Linked DNA regions of Zea mays: region 1 is linked to region 2. A link is a contact called in public Hi-C data. All regions are on one chromosome and are shown on one strand. Each heading gives the region's core, a stretch centred on a gene start, on an enhancer-like site or on the middle of the called end of the contact. The rest is flanking DNA. Distances are from core to core; before and after follow the strand shown. Region 1 holds the start of LOC103634945 (chromatin-remodeling ATPase INO80). Region 2 holds the start of LOC100283854 (nucleolar GTP-binding protein 2).

The links. A called contact is a pair of places that touch in the nucleus more often than the background predicts.
Region 1: a contact with region 2 is called in a Hi-C map of leaf, with 10 times the contacts expected there. The contact joins the promoter of LOC103634945 here to the promoter of LOC100283854 in region 2. A contact is called at or near these places in 11 of 25 Hi-C or Micro-C datasets (bundle sheath, ear, endosperm and 3 more) and 1 of 3 datasets of contacts at active chromatin or transcription factors (seedling).

Annotation. Positions count from the first base shown.
Region 1 is chr1:60,571,456-60,576,687 of Zm-B73-REFERENCE-NAM-5.0, reverse strand. LOC103634945 (chromatin-remodeling ATPase INO80) reads right to left here and starts at 1,587. Exons shown (of 22, transcript XM_020546378.2): 1 at 1,111-1,587. The coding sequence starts at 1,179. It also overlaps the pseudogene LOC103634936 and the pseudogene LOC111590652.
Region 2 is chr1:60,400,066-60,405,632 of Zm-B73-REFERENCE-NAM-5.0, reverse strand. LOC100283854 (nucleolar GTP-binding protein 2) reads right to left here and starts at 3,804. Exons shown (of 11, transcript NM_001367182.1): 1 at 3,462-3,804; 2 at 3,079-3,212; 3 at 2,686-2,815; 4 at 2,254-2,414; 5 at 2,066-2,167; 6 at 1,885-1,989; 7 at 1,669-1,797; 8 at 1,447-1,587; 9 at 594-694; 10 at 240-297; 11 at 1-38. The coding sequence starts at 3,714.

The sequences.
Region 1 (5,232 bases), core at 338-2,837, 170 kb before region 2:
CTGAGACTACAAGATTTAAAGATCCTACACAGTCCAATTTGGTAGATAAGCAGCAAATAAAAATACAAGAGTAATAAAATGATGGATTCAATAGCAAAGATGCAAACAAATAAACAACACTGGCATGGTCTACCAAAATTCCCTTAGCAGGCACAAATCGTAAGATTAGCAAACTGCATAAAACCAAAACCCAACTATGTATTTTGCTGATGAAAACTATATAAAAATAGCATGACAAGGAACTGTCAGAGAACATGCATTTGGCAAAGGAAATTGTTTATGGGTGCACATGCTTCGAAGAATGAAACACCAAGCAAAACTAGTATGTGTCAGTTTAGAGAAAGCAAGAATAGCAAATTAGCAATAGTGACAATTGACACACTGCAAACTAAGCAAACCAGTAGAGCACAACACACAACACACAATGCACGACAAAAGAGCATAGATAGATCCCAGCAACTAATAAGAGATGTATGTAACTCATAACATTGTATGACTACATTAAGAACAACAACTTAGGCAAGCAACTGCACCAAAACATATTCAGTCATGCATGAAATACTATATTTTTTGACAAAAATGATGAGTAAACACTAAGCAGGAGGCAGCTGATATAAGTTAAACAAGACAATAAGCACACCAGTTGATCATGAATTTTCAACACACTAAGAACCGTACTTAGACTAGAATAACCAATAAGGGAAACCAGTGACTTAGGCCTAGCAAAACACAATGCAGCAATTGAATGGTAGTCCAAAGTCCAAACCAATTAAACAGTAGTGTTGAGCAATGAGTATCAGCTACCATACAACATAGAGCAGCACCACTACGCAACCTACATTAATCGGATACTAGGCAGCCATAACAGACGGGCTGAAAAGGGGGCTCCAACTCAAAATGACCACCAGATTGCACCCAAAAAAACATGGTACAAAATAAGTAACCCGGGGAAGAGAATTAACCCAGAACCGAGCAATAACGAGTTCGGTAACCCAACAATTGCATCCACCCCGCAGCGTTCAATCCACAGCGAAACCCTCTTCACGGTAGAGAGAGAGAGAGAGAGAGAGAGAGAGCAGAGCAGAGCTACACAGTAATAATAGCGGCTACCTCGAGGTTGAACAGCGTGGAGTAAGAGAGCCCGCCGCCGCCCCGCGGGGGTGCGCGGCGCGGATCCATGTAGAAAACCCTAGCGCCCCGGCTCGCCGCGGGAGGTGGGGAACCGGAGAGAGAGAACGCAGGGACCGAATATAACGCCGAAGGCGCGGTGCGGGAGTCGGCCCAGTCGGTCCGCGGCTACGGCGGCGACGGGATTAAGGTTAGGGTTGTGGGCGGAAGCGGAAGGGGGGTGGGGAAGGAGGCGGAGGTGGAGGGAGGCGGTGGGGGGTGGTGTGGATGCCCTGTTGTGACGTGGTGGGGGAAGTAGTAGAACGAGGCATGGCTCTGGCTTGGCCGCGGAGGGGAGAGAGGAGAAGAGGGGAGCAGGGAAAGCGAAACCGGAAGGGGTCTGGGCCTGGGTTTTCCACTCGCCAACGTATGTGCTGCGGCTGCTGCCTGCGCCAACGTATGTGCTGGCTGCCTGCGCCCACACGGCCTTTGTTTCTTCTCTCTTTTTTTTATCCCATCCGGAGTTAATTTTGGCGGCAAAACAGAATTCTTGGAGTTTGTTATTAGAAAATGAATGCAAAACTTCTTAAATTGTAAATTTAGAGAGTTAAATTATAGATTTAGAGATATGCTAAAACATTTTAAGAAATAAAAAATATATGTGATCCAGCCAATCTCTATTTATTGGTTACTAATTTTTTAAAAGTTGCACACGTCAAGAAATAAGTGAACCCACTTTCTACTTTTAATTGGACTGGTGCAGAAAATCCCTATCAACAACATTTACTTACTTTTCAAGCGGTATAAGATCTGCTACAGATCTTAATAAGGTAAACTTTCATATCGGCTTACATAAAAAAATGCTAACAACGTCTTGTGAAGTCGGAGTTGTCGATGAAAGACCAGGCAGCCGTAACAACAGGCACACACCATCCACAAAGGTCCTCACGGCGACGGCATGAAGGTGACATAGGAGGCGCTATAGTGGCGCCTCGACACAAGAGGTTCTCTAACGGTGGTGGCGTCTAGGTGTTTGGAGCACTGAGATGGATTTGTGATCATCGAGATGATGGGACGCACAAAACAAATGGTGGGAGTAGGCTTTTCACAGTGGATTTGGCGCAAACGTTGATTTCAGGAGTCCCAACAATGTTGCTAAATGTAGAAATGAAATTGAATTTTGTAGAGAGTTTGTAAATTTAGGGACTTGCTTTACACTACTATTGGAGAAGAGTTTTCTTGAAAATTTCTTTAATTCATATTTATAGAGTTGCTTACCTAACTATTGTGGATGCTCTTAAACCTCCACCTATAGGGTAAGACGCCTATGGTATATATTAAAAAAACCTTCTCATGTCGATAAAACTCTCTGAACCCCTACCCCACATATACACAGCGACACTATAGTCATGTGAGAATATCTGTAACCAAGGCCGGTCCTTAGACTTATGCTTTGGCGTGAAAATCTAGGACCTAAGAAACGCTGCTCGTAGAACAACATATTTAGAGGCATTTTTTCTAGATGCAATATATATATATATATGCGAGTGTTATTATATAATTTTATCACATAAAGTAGAGTTGCGTCTGCATTGCTATGATCAAACCACTATTAAGAATCTCCTTAATATTATTATTACTATATTATTATTATTATTATTATTATTATTATTATTATTATTACTATTATTATTATTATTGTTATATATACTAGGTGAGTGCCCGTGCGTTGCAACGGAAACATATAATACCACAATAACTTATGTACAAATGTGTGTTATATTATTATGAAAAAGATTTCATAATTCATTTATGATTCTAGGTATACATAATCCTCTGTTTCACCACTACATTACAACCAATCAGTATTATGCAACCATCTAATTATAAATATTCTAGATAAGTTTATGGAATGAACTTTGAAACAAGTTCTTTCAGTCCACATGTAGAAGCCACGATAGAAAAATGCAAGTTTTTTAAACAAGTTCTTTCTCACAAAAGGGCGTTCTCGCGGATCCTTGTATATATGGGGGCAAAGTACCAAATCAAAGGACACAAGAAACCTAAAAGGTAACTATAACCACAATATGCTCAATAGATAATTGTGAACCAAAGTATATATGAAGGTTGTAGTAAAGAATACTTACAAAGATCACTATCTGGCTATCTCGCAATCCACCAAAGTTATGTAAACATTTCACAGTGAGCAAGAAAGACATCAATAATAATATTTGGTGGTAGTCTCAAAACAGGATTGCCCCCACCAAAATGAAGAACAGAGTTCACACACCTTTTGTGAGAACTCAACTGGGCGAATCGAAGAATAGTGGAAGATGCGAGGAGGAACGGGGTGGGGTGGCGGCCTCGACTATCTCTTCCCTTCGGATTTCTTTAATACTCGTCGTTGTGGTGCAGCGTCGTTGGAAGGTCGCCCCCAATGATGGGAGGAGATTGCAGGGGCGATGATGGAGGGTGCGGCCACAACGACGATTACCTTTCATCGGGTGCGCGGAGCGGGTCTCTGGTTTGGGAGCGACCTTCCATCGGCGGACGCGCGGTGGGGGAGGCGGCTAGGTGAAGCTGTGCGAGCGGGTGCGCGGATTGCGGAGGCGGTCGCGCGGTCTCTGGTTTGGGGCGACCTTCCATCGGCGTCCGCGCGGTGGGGGAGGCGCCGAGGCTGAATCTGCGCGACCTTCCATCGGTAGACGTGGACGCGCGGATTCTACGGATCGCGGAGGTGGTCGCGCGATCTCTGGTTTGGGACGACCTTCCATCGGCGTCCGCGCGGTGGGGGAGGCGTCGAGGTGAAGCTACGCGACCTTCCATCGGCAGACGCAGACGTGCGGTGGGGAGAGCGTGCGATGGGAGCCGGTGGACGTGGATTCTGCGGACGCGGACGCACGGTGGGAGTGCAGCGCGGCAGAACACGGCGCACGGAGTGTGGACGCCTACAATGGTGTCTTATAGAATAGTACAACATCCTCAGTGTTATAGAATAGTACAACGCACGGGCACACAAACATATTTAATATCCATAAAATAAAAAAATAAATTTAAAATCAAAGTGAACATATAGTTCACATATCATATATCAAACTAATAAGCACAAATATTACACCTTAGCTAAAAGGCCGAGAAATATTGCTCTCAAAAGCTTTTTAATATGATGCCGTGTTAGTACAACATCCTCAGTGTTACAGCAGCACTACATTGCTCGGCAGTAGCAAATAGGGTAGCCTGAATAGCTGGCTCAAAGATTTCCTTGTATAGCCTCTGAGATCGTACATATTGAAAAGCTCTTTTGCAGTCAGTACAGAGGAAGGTATCAACAATAATCTAAGAAAGATAAATGATTATCAAGACATGTAGTACAAGTGACACATACAATAATCTGAACTAATTGGATAGACAACAAAACTTATCTAGAAATGTCATAATCTTTCAATTACCATGGTCCTAATCATTGAAATAGCTTGCCATCTCTCAAATAGTGGACAAGATATATGGAGAGTAGTACAAGAAAAGAGTGTGCCAATTGAGTAGTCTGTATAAAAGCAAACATAAAAGACCATTATATTTTGAGTAATGGTTGATTAGGTTAGTAAATACCATTTTCAAAATTCACTAATCGGCTACAAACGTTGGCTTATTCAAATTTGTTACTGCCCTATATTCATGCGAATCATTATCATTACTATTTACGTTACATTTTGTGAAGAAAACGACACCATATTGTATATCTAAATGCATAAGAAAAACTATTTATCTAGTAAACTAAAATAGCTTATAATTAATAGATATTGATAATGTTTATTATATATATTGATTAGAGACAGTTGGAATTATATCACAGGCTTGCCATTTTGTTGACAATCGGTGCTCGCTGGTGTCTGCAAACAGTTCTAGAAACAGAAACACAATTTTGCAGTCATTGGCTGAGAACCTGGAAGACAAATACTTGTTTCAAGCAAAACATGATCAATGATCCAATGCTCATGTCGTTCATGGAGGTGAGTGGGAACCTATAACAGATAACACCGCCTGGACCCAGCAAAGCCTACGTTGATCAACCCACGAGTAGGTTCTCCGCTTTGACTTGTGCCAGGACATCGTCTTCAAAGAACG
Region 2 (5,567 bases), core at 2,555-5,054:
ATCATCTTGGCAGCTGTTGTCAGATCAGGCTCCCCGCCCTGAGAACCAAAAGTGTAATTATTATATTAAGGGAAAGAATACCATTACCATGTGAATGAACAACAAAATCAACTGTGCCTTTCTAACACAGGAGTAATAGAATTTTGTAAAAATCTGGTTAAATATCCATTTTTCTACAGGGAGAAATACTTGTAGAAACATAGCAAGATATAATCATATATTAAGAACAAATGCAGTACCTTGAGAAGTTTTCCAGTGGTCCTGCACAGCTGGACAAGAAAATCGTTATCATCAGACCTGCAGAGAAAAGATAAATCCATAATCAGACCTTGCTATGGATTTTAATTGAATCAAAGTTTGGCCTATGATATTCATAATCAACAAATAGATGCATTTTAGAATATAAGGGGGAAAACATGCTTCAAGTGTAACTATAAAAAATCGGTGTTTATACATAGGAGCATGCTAGAAACCAATAATATTTATTTATCTTGGAGCACACATCATATAAACAAGTGATTGGTGTATTCCTAACAATATGAAAGGTGCAATCATATTAATACTAAACAATAACATTGTTCTAAACAACATACCAATCTTGAATTTTGTACGCTCTTTGGAGATGCTCCTTTTTAACACGCCTAAGAACTTCACCAATGTGCTCAGCAGCATCCGCCAAATTTGTCACCCGGACCTTGAGACAAATACATAAATTAGAGAGCATACATGTATTGATAAAGGAACAACTAAAAAGATCAGTGTTTCTATGTTATGGGCCTTAAGCCCATTAGCTATGTCATTATGGTTAGGTTAGCCGCGGCCACTGTTCACGTGCGGTTACTGTAGCGCGTGAACAGCGCCGTCCAGATAGGGTTTGTTATGTTGCTTAGCTATTAAGTTAGGATTACCTCTCTATAAGGAGGGGCAGGGTGTTAGTAGAGAGAGGGAAGAAGAATAGATCTGGTTTACTCTTAGGGCCTTCTACGGGAGGGCTGAGTACTGGGACTATCTTGCAAGTGCATCGCAGTTCACAACATTCTAAGATGAGTAGTTGACATCAAATATATTTAATACAGAACAGGACTGGTCATCGTCAACTCCACTTGGAAAAGTGTATGAGCTAAACATTGTTTTACATGTATCCCAGGAATAAACATCATCTTGAACTAAAATACTTTCTGATATATATTCAAGGTAGGGGGAGGGGGCACTACAAGCTTGAAATAATTATTTTTGCCAGCCACAAGTAAAAAGAACAAGAGCAGGCATGGTGCAGTGTGAGAGCTGTCCCTGAGTCACCAGGTTTAGGGTTCGAAGCAGACTCTCCACATTTGCGGGGGATGCTTGCCTCGGTTCATCTCTTTCCCAGACCTCACTCATGCGGGAGCCTCCAGCACTACCCAGGTAAAAAAAACATTTGCAAATTGCACAGCTGAAGATACATACCACACCCTTCAGAACTATATCAGTTTCTGAATCATTGTTTTGATATACAACACCGGGACAATCAATCAAAAATATCTTTTTAGTGAGAGTGATGTACTGCCACACTTTTGTCTCTCCAGGTATTGGAGCAACCTTGCAGACCTGAAAGCATAACCTAATTGTCAGAATAACCTGAAAAGAAAATTAGAAAGTGCTACCTTTAAAGCATGAGGAGAGAATTACACTCTTCGACCGTAGTGTGTTAATAACTGATGACTTCCCAACATTGGGGTACCCAACAAACCCGACAGAAATAGCTTGTTTGTCATTCTTCAAACGAGCAAATTGCCTCAATACTGACAGAAGAGATCCCTGTACATTTTCAGAAAGGTTAGGGCTTAATCACATAGAACATAATATATGATACACTGAAAAAGATTATGCAAAATGCAGACTTACTTTGCCAAATGACTTGTTGATGCTTGCATGGAATGCTAGGGTGGGATAGTCCTTCGAAAGGGTCCTTAACCATCCTTTTGTAGCCCAAGCAGGGATTAGATCACACTAAATAAAAAATGAAAAAAAACAATCAATATGCCTCTAAGATTTGTACAGGAATATGCTGCAGAGTAGTTGATACCTTATTTAGTAAGAAAACCAAGTGTTTGTGCTTGCAGTTCTCTTTTAGATGTCTCTCTAGATGGTAGCATCGAGTGCCCATTGGATCCCTGGCGTCCAACACCTGCAGAATAACATCTACAAAGATTAAGCATACATTGGTTGAGCTCACAAAACTCTTCACATGGGCAAAAGAGTTGCGATGCTAACCTGCACAACAACGTCCGAAGAGTCAATAACTTTGTATAGTTCACCCCAGATTCTTTTGCTCTGTCCCTTCTCAAACATTGTATGCCTCACTAGATCACGTAAGCCATCTTCTTCTTCCTCCCTTGGCAACTTTGATGAAGCATACTTTTGCTCAAACACATCTGAAGAAGATAAAACAACATGCAAGTTCACAAAAATAAAGAGCAGTACACCAAACAAGGAGGTGCCGAATGAACATGTTAAAATTTCGCCATCCAGTGGCCTTCAAATTGCATGTTTTACTAGAACATGAACATCAATGACTTAAACCAACAATTGTGGAGTTAACTTTAAAACATCAATAGAACAAATCAAATTGCTGTCTTCTAAAATGGCATGCAATACTTTGGATATTTGATCAAAGTGTAGTAACTGTCAATGTATATGACTGACCTTGGGAATCATCAGCTCTCTTCAGCAAAGATTCGTAGTCAAGAGCAGTTAGTTTCGGACGTTTCCTCTTGCCCTTTGGCCCAAAAGCATGCTCAAAAGGTTCAACTTCAAGCAGATGTGCCTTCGCTTGCTGCATCAACAGAAGCAAATATACATAAGAATAACTTTTGCATACTATACAGTGGTCGGATAACAAGCTACTTGTTTCCTTTTTTATTATACCCAGCCAACTCAACAGTCAATACGACACTTAACCAAACAGGGGAACACGAACAACATTGACTGCATCGATACAAGCAAATGTTAGTCTTGCCCCCGTCTATCTCGACAGAGTGATGACCACAACGGCAGATGATAATCATAGGATGATAATCATAGACGCTAGCGTAGCACCTTTTGATGATCTTGCAGGAGCGATAGTGGCAGCTTCCGTTCTTTCAGGATGACACTGAAGTTGTCGGAAAGCCGACTCTGGAGTTCCTCCCGGAACATTTCAAGCTGTGGCTGGCCCACAACGCGAGTATTGCCTGCAAGCACCAAGAGCCGGATCAACACGAGAAAGGCACAAGCAATCAGCATCCGTCAATGATATTTAAGCGTGGAACCATCGGAGTAGGTAACTACTGCGGTACTGCCACAGAGCAGCAATTAATCCTGGAGCTACAATGAAGCATTCGATCGCACAATTGAAGCACCAACTAAGCGTATGTTATCCGAATAATGCCGCTCGAATATTAGAATTAGACACGAAGCTAGGCGGTGGAGATCGGACTCACCGAACCACCGGCGGTCGGGCTCGATGCGGGTGTTGGGGAGCTCTTTAGACTGGAAATCGTTCCTGAGCACCTTCCCGGCGCGGTCCCTCTTGGGCCGCGTCTTGTACATCTTGAGCCGCCGCACGGTAGCCGCGGACCGGCTCCCGCCACCGGCGCCGCCGCCCGCGCCCTTCTTGTCATTGGGGCGGTTGACGTCGTTCGAGTGCCGCGGCTTGCCCGACACGTTCACCGCCTTCTCCTTCTTCTTCGCCATCTCCTTCTCCCTCGTCTACTTGGTTCTCTTGTGAGTTCGCGATGGGGAGGAGGGGAGGGTGAAGAGTAGTGGAAGAAGGCGGTGGGAAAGAGAGGAGCCGACGATGTTGGGAAACTAGGGTTTTGACAGGAGAGGGCAGCGTGGCTCGCACGTGCGCGTCAGGCATGCGAGCCTTTTGTGGGCTGGGCTTTGCCGAGGGTAATGGTCAGCAAACTTTTGGCCCACTACAAACGCGACCGCGTCTACCTAAATTTTTCTAAAGGCATATTTATAAGAAGCTCCCTAATAAATGACTTCAGAAAATCAGTTTAAAAGTATATCTAAAAATTAGTAGTGGTATATTTTAATACTTTCTCCAACAGATCCCTTAAAGCGGCAGATTATTTCTGGAAAGCCCAAAAAACTCATTTGTAGCTACAAATAAGGGAGTTTTAAATTCCACGAAATCAAATGGTTTTACGAAGAGTCTAACTTCTCATTTTTTTAACGAGAATCCGGTTTTTATAAACTGAGATATAAAATGTCATGTTTAGAATCACTCTTATTTCTATAAATAAGTTTTTTTAAGAAACTAGTTACTTACAAACTAACCCTTGATAGAGACAGCAATATGGACTAGATCCCCGGCTCCCCGCGAGGAATTCATCCATTACGGGATGGGGATGGGGAAGTTTCTTCCTTCACGGGGATATAAATAGGGAAAAATTCTTTCCAGATGGGTAAACAGGGACGGGGATAGAGAAGCATTCTCCATCCCCGTTTCCCTTGGGGACCCGTTAAACTTACACGTGACGACGTTTTCATATAATAGTTAATGGTAAAAGTAACTAATTATCTTGTCAAGTGATCACTCATTATACAAATGTGTTTATTTTGATGTATGCATAATGATTCTTACATCTGACAATGTGTATAAGTGACAATGTTTTGCATTAATGACATATGAATTACGTCATAGTTATAATTTAAGTGGGGACGAGGATCCCCGACGAGGATTTATCCCCGCGGAGAACGAGGATGAGGAATAAATGTCACCCACAAGCGTTCATGGGGATCCCTGTGGGGAAAAAATTTTGTCGCAGGGACAGGGACGGGGAGCTAAAACCTGACGGGGAATTCCGCATTGTCATCCCTAACCCTTAATGGGCAAGTAATTAGTGCTAGAGTTTTTTATTCTTCCTTTTTTGCCTCTAGTGTGAGTAGGTGCACCTAGGAATGGCAATGGCGGAAATTCTTCGTCGGGGAATGCCTCCCATCCCTGTCCCAATGAGGAGAAAAATTATCCATCCCCATCTTCGTGAACGCTCACGGGGAAGCTTTTGCTCTCATCCCCGTCCCTATCATGGAATTTATCCCGCAGGGAATCTGTCCCGCTAGAAAATACAATAGTTAGAGACAAATTCAAATTAATTATATTAAAATTGAACAAACAAGATTTAAAATTACAAGAGATATCTACTTTAGAGTCTAATTTTCTATTTTATGGTAAGCTATGTGTCGTGGTTTCGAAAACCAGTGGACAATAGATTTGTGTTCAGTGGGGGATGCAAGTGCAGACTCACTCCGAATGGTGGATCTCGTGGATCTAAGCGGGGAACTGAGACACAAGGGTTATAATGGTTCAGGCTTTCGCCCTAGTCTAGTGTAGTGTTGATCATAGTATTGCTTTGAGGCATGTTACAACAGGTGTGCTTGTCTCCCTAGAGGAAAGAGGGCCCACCCTTTTATCGTTCAAGGATTGGACCTTACAGATTTGTTTTCTATGAGAGAGAGAGAGACAGAGGGAGGGAGAGAGAGAGATTGGATCCTCTCGGTCATCGTGCGTGTTCTTCGTAGGGTCGTGCGTAGCCGTA